3 separate regions of the Mus musculus genome follow, and all the other regions are linked to region 1. The links are chromatin contacts, called in public Hi-C and promoter capture Hi-C maps. All regions are on one chromosome and are shown on one strand. The core of a region is the stretch at or near the end of the contact, and the rest is flanking DNA. Distances in the headings are between cores, read along the strand shown.

What was found. Promoter capture Hi-C pulls out the DNA fragments that hold promoters and counts their contacts. A called contact is a pair of places that touch in the nucleus more often than the background predicts.
Region 2: a contact with region 1 is called in a promoter capture Hi-C map of neural stem cells. A contact is called at or near these places in 4 of 39 promoter capture datasets (the 3T3-L1 cell line, hippocampal neurons, liver and 1 more), 2 of 484 Hi-C or Micro-C datasets (embryonic stem cells and pro-B cells), 5 of 130 datasets of targeted methods (bone marrow-derived dendritic cells, embryonic stem cells, intestinal villus epithelium and 1 more) and 2 of 9 other capture datasets (adipose tissue and pancreatic islet).
Region 3: a contact with region 1 is called in a Hi-C map of erythroid progenitors, with 5 times the contacts expected there. A contact is called at or near these places in 2 of 484 Hi-C or Micro-C datasets (the G1E-ER4 cell line and erythroid progenitors), 4 of 130 datasets of targeted methods (embryonic stem cells, extraembryonic endoderm stem cells and trophoblast stem cells) and 3 of 9 other capture datasets (adipose tissue, liver and pancreatic islet).

The regions. Positions count from the first base shown.
Region 1 is chr19:10,523,326-10,528,053 of GRCm38.p6, forward strand. Cpsf7 (cleavage and polyadenylation specific factor 7) reads left to right here and starts at 1,919. Exons shown (of 10, transcript NM_172302.3): 1 at 1,919-2,002; 2 at 2,627-2,735. The coding sequence starts at 2,682. Sdhaf2 (succinate dehydrogenase complex assembly factor 2) reads right to left here and starts at 1,884. Exons shown (of 4, transcript NM_025333.4): 1 at 1,734-1,884. The coding sequence starts at 1,769.
Region 2 is chr19:10,321,213-10,325,940 of GRCm38.p6, forward strand. No RefSeq gene overlaps it. Among named protein-coding and RNA genes, the nearest start is that of Dagla, 19 kb to the left of the region's middle.
Region 3 is chr19:10,660,062-10,664,789 of GRCm38.p6, forward strand. It overlaps Vwce (von Willebrand factor C and EGF domains), which reads left to right. Exons shown (of 20, transcript NM_027913.2): 20 at 4,030-4,728. The coding sequence ends at 4,640. Among named protein-coding and RNA genes, the nearest start is that of 4930524O05Rik, 14 kb to the left of the region's middle.

The DNA.
Region 1 (4,728 bases), core at 669-3,168:
AAGGTAAGACTGCTGGAACATCATCCAAACAGCTTCTGCTTTGGCTGAGTCTAAGTGCTACAGGTAAGGACACCTTTCTGTAGCTGTGGCAAGCAAAAGTGATGGTTTGTACCAGCAGCATTCACTTGCCATGGTCCCCATCCTGCCTTACTGCAGAATGAAAAGATAACCCACAACCCCCAGCTTTTCCCTGGAGATACAGAGCAGGGGTTGGGGGTGCGGGTGGGGGCATCCACCTGAAACTCCTGCTTCTCAGAGGCTGCCTGTGGAGCTGGCTTTTGTCTCTCTTGTCTCAGAGCAACAACAGGACACAGCCCATTCCAGATGCTGAGGGACCATAGAGACCAAGAGAGCTGCTTAGTTTTGGTGCAGAAGGCCATAGAAGATAAAGCAAGATAAAATCTAGTATTGTTTACAAGCCTCTTCCCCGAGGCTCGAGGAAGAGTTGAATGTATGGTTAATGTTCTAGAACATGGGGGTTGGCATTGCCGAAGGGACTGGTTGGTTTCTGTTTTGAACAACTTGCAACACTAACCAGCATACTCTAAGAAGTCCAGTAGCCACTGAGAATAAGAGAGCAGAGCAACCAGCTGGTCATGGTGCCTCATGACTGTAATCCACGCACTTGAGAGGCTAGATCAGAACTACTATGAAGCTGAGGAGTTTTAGTACCTAAAAAACAGGGTAGCAAGGAAGGAGGAGGGAACACTGAACAACTTAAAAGAGTGTTAACAAAACTACAGCATTGCAGAAACACCGACACACTTAAAACACCCTCCTCTGGCCTTCATGGGCACCTACACACATAGTATGCATAAACTCACAAAGGCAGATAAACACATGTACATACTTTTTTAGTCTAAAAAAAAGAATAAGAAAAGAAAATGCGATTGCCTAGCAGGCAAGGCTCTGGGTTTGGTGCTTAGCACAAACAACAAAATTGTCATATGTGATATAAAGAATATTACATAGTATTAAGGAGTTAGCAGTAAAGTATAATAATCATAAATATATGTGGATCTAATAGAGCACTCAAATATATGGAAGAGACACTTGACAGAACTGGTGGGGGAACACAACAGATTTTAATGCCACATTTTAATAAGGAATAGAATATATAGATGTCGGAATCAATACTAGACAACCAGAACAATACTAATTTAAGAATATTTAACTGAGATATACAGGCATTCCACACAAGAGATCATACATTCCTCTCAAATGTACAGATAATTATGCCCAGGAGATCACAAGTTGTCAAAAAACATGTCTTGATAAGTTTAAGATAAACCATACCAACTAGCTTTCAACACTACTGGAATAAAAACGGAAAATTCTCAAACATTTAAAACCAAGATGAGACAGGAGAATTACGAATTTGAGGCCAGCCTGAGTAACAAATTAAAACCGGCTTTTAAAAGGGAGACGGGGGAAGAAGCTCAAGAAAAGCTAGGAGGCTTTCGGGGGAGGTTCGGTAACTGTTCCTGGTATGCGTTGAGTCTCACACGGTGACTGGCCACCTAACCACATATTACCCAGTATTCTCACTCGAGCACACCGTGGGCTCAGGAAAGAATGGAAAATTCCCTGCATGATCGGCTCCAGCCTGCGCCTCGCCTTGAGGGGACCATTCCCTGGTCTGTGGGGTAGGTGAACTCTCCCTACAGTCTCCACGGCACAGAGGAGGACGAAACAGTCTTAGCTGCAGCCCGCCCCGAACCCGGCTCTCTCACCCGCGCCAGCGTCGGGATCAAGGTGACCACCGCCATCTCTCTCTTATAGCACAGTAAGCTGGCAACCGGGCCACTTCCGGGAATTCCGGGCGGTCGATCTGAGGACTTCAGCGGAGGTGGACCCCAAGCCGGAAGGCGCAACCGAGCGTATGGCGGAAGTAGCGGTGCGTGTGACGCCGCCGGTGGGGGGGGGGCGGGACCTGGGGCGGAGAGCGGTTCGCGCGCTTCGGGCCTAGTCGGGACTCTCCGCGGCCGCCGCCATATTCCCGGTAACGGGGGCGCGCGGCCCGGGGCCGGCGGGGCCGGAAGGAGGGCGGGGGCCGGCGCCGCGGAAGGGAGGGGGTCGGTTGGGGTGGCGGCGGCGGAAGACAGCGGGTGGAGGGAAGCGCGGGCCTCTGAGGGAGGGGCTGAGGTCCTGGAGCTGTGGGAGGGAGCAGGGCAGGCCTAGCCTAGGGCGAGGACAGGGCCCCGTTGGTGTGGAGGCGGCGGGAGCTTCCGGGCCCGCGGGGGCTCCGGCTTGGGACGCCCCCTGGGCCTAGCAGGTGCGACGGGCTGAGCTTGCGGCGTTCGCCGCGGTGGTTCACAGCGCGGCCTGAGGGCCCTCTCAGGAGTCGAGGCCCGGACTTGGCGGTGGCGCCATAGGCAACTACGGGCGCCGACTCGGAGCACCTCGGGTCGGGCCCGCGGGTGATGGGCAGCGAGCTCCGCGAGCCCGAGCGGCCTGGGAGAGCTGGGGGCGGCGCGAGGCTGGGGGCGGGGCAGAGCGGGTGGGGCCAGGCTCCCGGCCGCCGGGATGCTGCGTCTTGGGAGACTAGAGCTTGTTGACCCTTGCCCTCCTCCCAGCCTGGGACCCTTGTGCCTTAAAATTTTTTACCCTTTTCTGAATACCGTAGTGGCATCTTTCTTACTTTGTCGGTTCTCCGGGCTCGAGAGCGTATTTCCGGAGCCATGTCAGAAGGAGTGGATTTGATTGATATATACGCTGATGAAGAGTTCAATCAGGTGAGAGGAATTAGCAGCAGTTTTGGGGTTTCTTCCATCAATCTACTGGCAGTGGTTTCTCTCTCAGCTCAAAATAATTCCCTGTAATATCGAAGCGTTTCCCCCTAGCGGTGGCTTTGAAGACGACTGACCATTCCTCTTTAGGTTAATTTGAACCTCCAGGCTTCAATTTTAAAGGGCTTGCTTTAAGAGCAAATAAAAACCCAAGTGTAATAGTATGGTGAATCAGCCTGTGGAATTCTTTCCCCAAGTCATTTCAAAGTTGAATGACTAACCATAATTAAAAATGAAAATTACATTTGTTGTAGTACTGCGGAGATAATTTCGATGCTTGTTACTTTGCTGTTCTCTCAACTTGTGGCTCGAGCATGTTGGTCCCTCCCCCTGCTTGGTCCCCTCCCAATGGTGTACCATGAAATTACTTTAAAAGCCACAGTATACCAACTGCTTTAAAGGTGGAATTCCAGTGCCACTCCAAGTGTTTCAGTCTTTTTAAATAGCTTGACTGTCCTTTTTGAGAAGTCTCTGGGCATCCATTCGTATGGATGGAAGGAAGAAAGGTAAAAACCATTGAATAAACTAGTTTAAAGGCAAGTCAAGGACTCAGTCATCCTAGTTTGAATGTGTGTTTTAACATTTAAGTATCCCGTAAGATAGTAATCTGTGAGGTTGAGTTCTTCAATCTTGAGGTCAAAACTCAACAGAAAGTTTCTATTTAAAATTTTTATCTTACCTGGGTTCTTTTTAGTACTGTTATTGTTGAGCTAGCTGGTTCTTGTCATTGGTGTGTTCCAGTGGGTACACAGAAGGACCTGGAAAGAATGGGCTAGAATGCCTAGGTGGTAGCCTGACTTTGACAGGCAACAAAAGAGGCTCATATGTCCCATTATTGTATTTTAAATTTTGTGTGTGTGCCTGGTTTGTAGGTGCCCAAAGAGCCTAGTGGTATGGGTCCAATGGAGCTGGTGTTACAGGTGGTTGTGAACCACCTGATATAGATTCTAGTAACCAGACTCAGGTCCTCTGGACAAAGTGTTCTTAGCTACTGAGCCCTCTCTGCAGTCTTGCTTTCCTGAGTTTTATGTGTTTATTTGAGTCATACTTTTGTCGTTTGAAGTTTATGGCTTTTTGTTTAACAAGACTCTCTTAGTTCTGTATTACTGAAAGATAGCCCCAATTCTGAATCTATGTCATTGACTAGTACTGTAACTAATTCACTTCAGAGAATAGACAGTTGTTGACCACGGGCCATATTTGATCTAAAAACAAAAAAGGAATAAATGGTTTATAACTTAGGGGTCATAGACAAGACACAGTTCTTGTCCAGTGGACACGGCTTTGTCAAGGTACACATTATTACCCTCAGTAATTTGTTTATTAATTAACTTTTTTAAAAAAGGACTTTCTGATCTAAAGCCAAAATTAGTATGTGGACATTTATACCAAGCAGGCAATGTTGATATGGGGAAAACTGAAGCAAGTATCAACTTTGAATGTTTTACGTTCTAAAAGTTGAGAAAGGAGACCTCATCCCCATAAGTTCATTTTTGGCAAAGCTGGTTTTAGTGCAATCTGGAAGTTGCTAAATTGTTTAAAAAGTCTGGGTAGAGTTGTTAAAAGTTGGCTTAGATGGAAGTCAGCCTGTATGAATTGGGTTTTTGAATGTCTTAGAAGACAGTTACTGATTTGTCCCAAGGTAGCCCAGCATACAACTCCCTCAAGAGCACTGTGGTCCCTAAGGAAAATGAGCACATTTACTATGTGGAGCCCTGTTCTGTTTGCTTCTGAACTCTGGCAGCATGTACTGCAAAAACCTTGTGCAGGGTAACTTCATTGCTGTTACAGATTCGTGCTGCTCAGTTAGGCAAGGGGGACTGAGAACTGCTGCTCTCCTGAGTTCTCTGTCTGTTCCTTCTCATGCTAAGATAGGCTTTATAAGTATGCCTGCTTCTCTATCAGGAAGGATTTGAACTCCTCTAGGATTACTACTGCC
Region 2 (4,728 bases), core at 1,224-3,723, 200 kb before region 1:
AATTCTGGGACCTACATGGTAAAAGAAAAGAACCAACTCTTGCAGGTTGATCTCTGGCCTCTACACAGGTACCGTGACATGCAAGTGATCACTTGTAATTTGGAGAAAAGGCTCGGCTGTTTAGAGTAAGTACTTACAAAGGACCCATGTTTGGTTGCCAGCACCCTTGTCCAGTGGCTCACAACCATCTGTAACTCCAACTCCAGGAGATTTAACACCCTTGGGCACTGCACTCACATGTGCACAGACCCCATCACATATATACATGATTTTAAAAGTAAAAGTAGATTAAAAGTTCAGCTATTGATAAACAATGAAATAGGAGAGACTAGAATTTAAGAGTTCTGAAAGCAAGAGATAGACCCTGGATGTAAGTCAGCAAGGAGTTTATTTGGAGTTTACATGAGACAGAAGGTGTCTGTTCTCCATCTCCCAGACTCCCTATCCCTGTGAGATCCTGTTAAAATGGTAGCACAGTTCAGCCAGCATCCTTCTTGGTCTTTCTAAGACTCTCCAATGGCTATTTACAATCTCCCACCACCTCTGGTCCACCCTGTTTCTATTTCTCCCCAGAATGCTCCATTCAGTGTAGCATGAACTAAGAAGTGTGGCACATACCTGTTATAACAGTACTTAGGAGGTGGCAGGAGGAAGGATCCAAGTTCAAGGTCATCCCAGCCACATGGCACGTTCAAGACCAGCCTGGGTCATACAAAACCATATTTAAAAAAATATCAAGGGGGGCTGCTATTTGATTAATTATTGTCTATTTTGAGACAGGGAACCATGTAACTCAGGCTAGCTTTAAATGCACTGTGTAGTCAAAGCTGGCCCTGAGTTCCCAACTCTCCTGCCTCTACCTCCCAAGTGATGGAATTACAAGTGTTTGCCACTACACAAGGCTATAATGTCATATTAAATCAACCAAGTCCTTTGCACAGATCCAGACAGGAAACTCTAGATTTCCTTCAGCCTCAGTCTCCATTGCTATCTAAACCACCATCAGCATTAATCTGAGTTGATACCAGGCCAACCTCTCTGCCCTCCCTCCACTGAGGATCCACGGAGTCCCAGGGATGCCCAACCTCACTGTCCTCATTACTGCAGAGAAGTGACTTTGCTGATAGCTGTCTATGGGAGGAGCTTCTGGGCATGTTTGGCCCTATCTTTGTGCAAAGTGTCTACTAATTTATCCCAAAGCAGCCTGTGGTATTCCCACTGGGCCAGAGACCGTGTAGTTGAATGTCAGGGTCAAGGACGGGACCACGAAAGCCCACCTGGCCTAGGTATGTAGGGAGATACCTTACCCTCTGTCTCACAATGGATCTGTCTTGGATGGGATGAGATTCTTCCCTGGAATCTTTCAAATAGAACATTTTGCTCCCCTTCCCCCCGGCAGCCACTTCTGTCTGGCCAGTTCCAGGCCTGAGTGGGAACAGTTTTCTAGAAGTATCTTGGAGATGCCAGAACAGAATGGGAAGTCATGGGTACAGCACGGTGAAGGGAAGGTGGGTGGTGGGAGCTGGCAGAGATGCCGACTGGACATTCCAGAGAGAAGAGGCCTCTGCACCCAGGCAAGGAAGCTGGGTGGCAGCACGTGAGGGGACAGCCTGGCTAGACCACATAGGTGCTTTTTTCCAGACCTGAGGGAGTCTGGAAAAGACACTGACTGGCAGGAGTGGGCAAAAAGACTAGTCATGGAAAAACCCCTTGGGGGAGAGGGAAAGGCTCCATTTAACAGAACAGCAATGGAGGTAGATTCCACATCCCACAGGCGAGTGAACAGCTGAGTATTTCGTCTCAGCGACAGCCTTCTCCTGGCTGAAGGCTGGTGCTGAGGCCCATTCAGAAATGGGTCTCCTGAATTATACAAATGTGGGCTCTGGAGTGGGGGTTTGCAGGCTGGTGGTACCTGACTCCTATGACAAATATTTCCTAGTGTTCCCTTCTCTGAGTAGAAATGAAATTCATAAATAACCTCACCTGTGTGCACATATGCTTTTAAACAAATGAAAAAAAAATCAATGTAATATCCTAACTACACCATGAAGGAAAAAAAAAAGTGATTCATAATAAAATAATACGAACTTCAGGACGCAGGACGCAAACTGACTCTGAGAGGCAGATAGGATTTCATGGCCCCACATTTGCTCCTAGAGAAGCAACCGTGAGGGCCACAGCAGCCACAAGGACAGTGGACACAGGTGGCTGTGAAGCTGACTCAGACACCACGAGCCGCCCTGTTGCCAGTGACATGAATTAGGCACCGAGTCCTGGCAAGATGCCAAACAAAACAAAGGACAATCTTCTCTCTGAATACACAATAGTCTCGTTCCCAGAAAACTCTGTGTATATAAGAAGCATGAAAGATTACTTCGTGTTTATATATAAACAGGTCACACTCGTGCACACACAGATGCACACAGCTATTGTGACCAAGAAGACGTCCTTGCAGATCTCCCAGAGTCCTCTGAGGAGCTGACTGGGACTCATTCAGCAATTGTTCTTTGAGCCACGTGTATGATAGCAGCCACAAAGAGCAGAGGGTAGGGGCCAATTTCTAGTGTCTGGGAAGGGGGTGGAAAGACCTTGTGAGTGAGTCCTGGGACATAGCATCAGAGCAGAGCTAACTGGAGGTATCTGGCTGCTGCTGACTTCCCCGAGATGTGCTTGGCAATAGATGCTGAACAGAACAAAGGATGTGCTCTGTGAGACTTTTGGAAGCTGGGCTATCTCCCCCTCTCCATAGTCACACCATCCACAAGTCAATTATATACATAGTGAATGGTCAATAAAAATGACATTCATACCTCTTAGTCACCAGGCACTGGGACTACACCATCCACAAGTCAATTATATACATAGTGAATGGCCAATAAAAATGACGTTCATACCTCTTAGTCACCAGGCACTGGGGCCCACCTTCAACTCATATAGCCTTCAACGAGTCCTGGGAGTCAGAGTCTGCACTCACCATCATTTGTAATGGGGACGTTAACAAACTGGGGCGATAGCTCAGAGGTAGAACTCTCTTGTTTAGCAAATTCAAAGCCCTGTGTTCAATTACCACCACCACCACCACCACCACCACCACCACCACCACCACCACCACCACCGCCACCGCCACCACAAGAACAACAACAACAACAAAGCAACAGCATGGAAGGTGGGGTTAACTGAAGCCTGGAGAAGCAGTCTCTTGCCCAAGACCAGGCAGTTTATACTGGAAGAGCTAGGGATCGAACCCAGGGCTTTGGGCATCCTGGATGAGCACTTTATCAAGCCACACCCCCAACTGGTAAATAAAATAGCCTTTTAAGGACTGGGGTGTAGCTCAGTGGCAGAGCTCTTGCCTCAAATCAAAAAGGCCATGGGTTTGATCTCCTGTAACAAAAAATAAATAAAAGGACCCAGCATGGAACAAAGTCTGTAGTCTCAGCGATCCAGCAGCCCAGGGTTGGCTGCCAAGGGTTGCTGGAGTCTGAGCGTTTGAGATCTTGTTTCAAAATAAAATTAAGACAAGTTTGTTATCCTCAAAGTCTAACATGCAGATGAGAAAACATAAAAAGGAAACAAAGCTGTCATTCTGTGCCCCCGGTGAGTCTCACTGTAAACATCTTATTGTCTGGCCTCTTTTTATGAATGTCAATGTTCTAATCAATATGAAAGCCTACTGTGCAGTCAGTAACAGCTTCAGCCTCTTCCTGCCAACCCATCTATATCTTTCTTCTTTAAAAACTACTTATTTGACTAAAACATATGTGTTTGTATGTTCATGTCTCCATATATGTGAACCACATGTGCTCAGATGCCCAGATATCCTGACAGATACCTGGAGGCTGGACAGATCTCCTGAAGGAGAGACAGATCCCTAGAGGCTACACAGATTCTCTGGGGGTTACACGGAGCCCCTGGAGGCCAGATAGACTCCCTGGAGGCTACACAACCTCCTGAATCTTGGGTTGTAGGTAGTTGTGAGACACTTGTTATGGGTTCTGGGAACTTTAGCCTCAGGCTTAGGGCTTACTAAGCAAGCAAGCCACTTCTCTAGCCCTCAGCTACATCTTTCTACTCCACAGTCTCTACTCGGGTTCCTTCATGGCCCCCAATTACCCCTCATGTTGATTGCTGGAAATATAGGTCCTCTTGACACCACAAGGCCTCCAGGTGTGAACCTTCAAGTCTCAGCTTTACCAGTCCCTGTGTTATAAAGATCTGACTGAGCCAGCTGTATCACAAACTCTAGAATCCCCTGGAAAATGGGTGTATGAGCTTGCCTGTGAGGGATCATTGTGATTCTGTTAATTGATGTGGAAGACCCGTTTTGCTGTGGGCGGGACCATTCCCAGGCTGGGGTCCTGGACTACGAAGCACAGGGGTCTGAAGAACAACACTCATCTCCATCTCTTACTGTGGATGAGATGTGACCAGCTGCTCTGAGCTCCCCCTGCCTTGATTTCGCCACCGTGGAGGGTCATACTTGAGCTGTGAGCCAAGACAAACCCTTCCTCATGTAAGTTGCTTTTGCTAGAGTGTTTTAATCAGTGATGGGAAATGACACTAACTTTCACTCTGGTAATGACTTACCTCGTTCACTTCATTACTTGTCTTCTACACTTACAGGCGGGAGCCATTCAGTGTATTGGTCATTCTGGCGACATATCTGACAGTTTAAGGGAAGAAACGCTGATTTGGGCTCATAGTTTTGGAGGATCCAGTTTGTCATGA
Region 3 (4,728 bases), core at 785-3,284, 140 kb after region 1:
TGAGCTTTCTTGTCATCTTCCACTGCAAAACTTGTCAGAAACATAGGCCTTAGACGGGAGCCCAGGCTTGGGCAGAGTTGCCGAAGGTCACCCAGGTGTGGTGGGCTGCTAGTTCTGAGCTGTTTATTAGGAACAGGACCCAGTGATCTGTTGTATAGCTCTGAAGTCTTGATGTGGACCACAGCTGGTTACCCAGGAAGGCTCCCCATTATCTGTAAGACCTCAAACGTGTTTGAAACTGTGGATGGAACTGAGCCCTATATAATAGCACTGTCAAGCCAACAACAGAGAGGCTCCTAGCTGACTAACCAGCTGGTAGTACTGACATATGGATGTACTGGACAAAGTATGAGTCACAGGTTGGACAGGGCAGGATGGGATGGGAGGTACCACCATGCTACACATAATAGCACACAATTTAATATGAGTTGTTTATTTCTGAAAACAGCAATTGATCATGGTAATTGATCATGAAGTGGCAGAAAACAAAATGTTGGTAAAGGAGGGACTCCCCTCTTCTCTTGGTCTGATTTTTCTATCTCACACTCACTCCCTCATCCCTCTCTTCTTTCTTTCATTCCTTGTATTCTTATCTCCCCAGGCCACCTTTCTTTCCTTTCTTCTTTTCTTTCCCTTCCTTCCATACACCTGTAATGGACCTCCTGTGCAAAATTCTGGGTCAACTTTTCTTTTTTCAAATCTTGTGGGCTGTGTCAGGACAGTCTCCAAAACTGTTTAGAATTCTAATTTTTCCAGTTTACTCAGTGCACAGATGTGTTTTCTTTGTATGCTTTCAACATTCAGAAAGGTGATGGATTTTCCCACTGTCTTATGGCCAACATTGCTTCCTGGGAAGTGTCTTTTTTTTTTTAAATACTTTTTTTCTTTTTCTTTTCAAGACAGGGTTTCTCTGTGTAGCCCTGGCTGTCCTGGAACTCTCACTCTGTAGACCAGGCTGACCTTGAACTCAGAAATCCGCCTGCCTCTGCTGGGATTAAAGGCGTGTGCCACCACTGCCTGGCTTTTTTTTTTTTTTTTAGATTTATATGAATATACTGTAGCTGTCTTCAGACACACTAGAACAGGGCCTCAGATCCCATTACAGATAGTTGTGAGCCACCATGTGGTTGCTGGGAATTGAACTCAGGACCTCTGGAAGAGCAGTCAGTGCTCTTAACTGCTGAGCCATCGCTCCAGCCAGGAGATGACTGTTTTACATCTTTGGCCTTCCAAGGGCACTCCAAGATCTTGTCTGCTCCGGGAAAGTAGAGAACTGGGAACAGTCCTGAGGACCCCTGGGAACTTAGAGAATCCAGATTCCTTTTAGCCACCATAGGCTCCTCTACAATGGATAGCTATATCATCCCTCAGGCTTCCAGAAACTGTTGCCAGCACACCAGACAGCCACTAAGCATTTGCCTCTAACACTCACTGAGCAAGCAACTCAGCCAGAGTGCTTGGGCGCAAGGGTCTTATCTCTGTTTTCCAGATGGGGTTGCAGAGCCCGGGGGAGGGAGTTTCTAGTTGGTGGCACTAGACCCTTTCTTTTCTTATCCTTTGCTCTCTGGTACTCCTCCGTGTGTGAAAACTAAGACCCAAAGAGGACACATGCTGAGCCAAACTCTTTTCCCAGAGACACTGTCTCAGCTCTGCTCATCACGTCCTGTTACCCCGACTCATAGCTCTCTGTAAAAGGAGATACCACCAGGCTGGAGAGATGGCTCAGTGGTTAAGAGCACTGGCCACTCTTTCAGAGGTCCTGAGTTCAGTTCCTAGCAACCACACAGTGGCTCACAACCATCTGAATAGGATCTGATGCCCTCTTCTGGCATGCAGGTCTATATGCAGATCGAGCACTTAAACATTAAATAAATAAATAAATAAATAAATGGAATGCCAGTGTTTCATCCAAAGAGGATGGGGATTGCTTCCATCTGATGACTTAAAAATAATACAAAGAAGCTGGGTGGTGGCAGCAGCAGTGATAATGCACTTTTTAATCCCAAACCCCAAAAACCCACCACCACCACCAAAACCCAGAAGGGACGGTTGAGATAAGGCATTTGCTTCAAAGCTTGATGATGCAAAGCTTGGTCTCCAGAACATATGTGAGGGTGTGGTCACAGGGGGAGAAGAAGCTAAGCATAAAGAAAAGACCTGGTGGCAAGCAAAGGAGAGAGGGACATTAGTAAAGCTTCACCCGAGGGAAGTAGATACCCTCTCCTCTGGTGTCTTGAAATTTGTCCTGATTTCCACAAGTATGCTGTGGCGCGTGCACGTGCACACACACGCACACACACACACACACTCACAGAGGCACACAAATACACACATATGCAATGCAATAAAAATAATTTTCTTCAGACACAATTCACATATCACCCAGTTAGTTCACAAACTTAAAGCATATGCACAGCGGCATCTACCACCCCTCAGGTGACCCTTTCTTAATGTTCCTTTCTCCTTTGCCCCTGTGAAGCACATCTTTACAACGCGAGAGGTGGTAGCCTGGGACTGTTATTCACTCGGCGCCCCTGGGATCGAACCTAGTTCACTGCACTTGTCTTGTGTGCACGAAGCCCTGGATCAGTTCCCAGCACCACAAAAATTAGGTGTAGTGATGCTTGTCTATTGTCCTAGGGTGGGAGAATCTAAAAGTTCAGGTCTGCTGGGCTAGGTGGCACAAGCCCTTAATCTCAGCAGGCAAGAGCTCTGTGAGTTCAAGGCCAGCCTGATCAACATACTAAGTTCTGAAGGGACTCTGGCCAGTTTGAGTGTGGCAAGCATGGCTCTGGCAGGCTTCCTCTTTTTCCTCAGGTCCCTCTGTCTTGCTGAAAAACCATTAGATTACCTTCCCAAGGCTAACCGCTAAGGTCTATTCCCTTATCTGGCCAATTCCTCCTCCTGAGGCTGACAACCAAGATCCAGCTATCAAAGTAGTAAAGTCCAGCAGTCAAAAGCCCCCTTTGACCCGACTAATTAACACGCCCAATTAAAATCAAACACCCTATCCTAGCATGGGGTTTCCTGTTTCCTTTTATAAACAGTCATTTTCCTATATGCCAAGTCTGTCTCCTCTCTATCCAGAGGCAGTCCTTTGACCTCCAGGACAAAAACCTCTTTCCCCTCTCCCTTGTTCCCTTCCCCTTTTTTTCTCATCCTCTTTTTCCCATCTTTGTCTCTTATTGCCTGCCCATTGTTCCTCTTGGGCAAAAAACAAACAAAACAAAACAAAACAAAACTCCTTTGTGCTGAGAACTTGGTCTTGGGGTCCTGAGTCAATAATTTTCCTTTCAAGTTCTAGGACAGCCAAGGTTACATAGAGAGATCGTGTCTCAAAAAAAAAAAAAAAAAAAAAAAGAGAAAAAAATTCAAGTCGTCCTTGGCTGTCCAGTGAGTTTGAGGCTAGCCTAAATCATATGGAATACTGAGTTTTTTTCTTAATAGAGTGTATATTTTTGGATAGCGTTAGGTTGGATAGCAAAATTGAATGGAACATGCAGTGTTCCTCTGTTTTCTGACTCCACACACCAATTTCTCCCACTAGCAAAATGCCACAGTAGAGTAATATCCATCTGTAGTTATCGGTGGTTCCACGGTGACCTGTCACTGATGCCCACTGGCCTGAGGGCTTAGGCTAAGTCATCCTGTGCGGTCCTGCTTCTGGCTCTCAGTTGTTGGGACGCCCATTTTGCAAGTGGGAAAACAGGCCCAGCGTTGACTCTTTCTGTATCCTTTGCTCCCTGGCACTCCTCTATGTGGGGAAACTAAGACCTAAAGAGGAGCATGCTGAGCCATGTGCTTCCCAAAAGTCACAGCGCAAGGTCCTAGGAGGGCCGCTTTGGTAAGCTGCCTTCTTCCATCCATGGTCTCTTTCCAGCCTTCTATCCATGGACTTTGGAGGCAGCTCACAATGGTCCCTACCAGTTGTGCTGAGTCCCCTCTGAGGATAGAGTATGGCATCTATCCCCAGAATGGCTCACTTCAACTAGGGGGGACCCTTGTGATTGTTTTCCCATCTCTGTCCAGATTCTGTGTTTCCTCTAGAAGAAAAGCAGCAACCATCCCCTCATGGAGAACTTGCCAAAGCTGCACGGAACGCCCGTGGAGACACTGAAGTCCCTGTCAACTGTAGCTCCTGCCCGGGGCCTCCATCGGCATCACCTACAAGACCCATGGTCCACCTCCTGCAGAGGCTTTTAAGAACAAACCTGTCTAACATACAGTCTGCATCCCCAAGCCCTCCCATAGCCCAGACCTCATCCTCACCCCTGTTGGAGCCAGAGGGCATATCTCTTGGGAAGCCCAGAGCCTCCCAGCCCCCCGAGCCCTCAGCAGGGTCACCTGTCTCTCCTAGACTGTCCACTCTACCTCCAGCCATTCCAGGGACTCCTTTGTCACCTGTCACTCCAGAAAGCTCTTCTTCAACCTTTGGGACTCAGACAGCATTCCAGTGGCTTCTGTCTGCCACCCCCTTAACTGAGGCAGAAACACCTTCAATGACCAATGCTGACCTCTCAGAGACCCTCACCACTTCCTCGAGCTCTCAAAGGCTATCTGCAGCTCTCCCGGACACCCCCAACCCTGTTCCCCAACAGTCCACAATTGACACCCCAAAGAAGGAGAACTCTACTATCTGAGTGGATCACAATGCCCGGGACATGCCAGATAGAGCTCTCGGCTCATGGCCTCGAATGTGGAATGTGTGTGACCACAGGGGTAAAACCG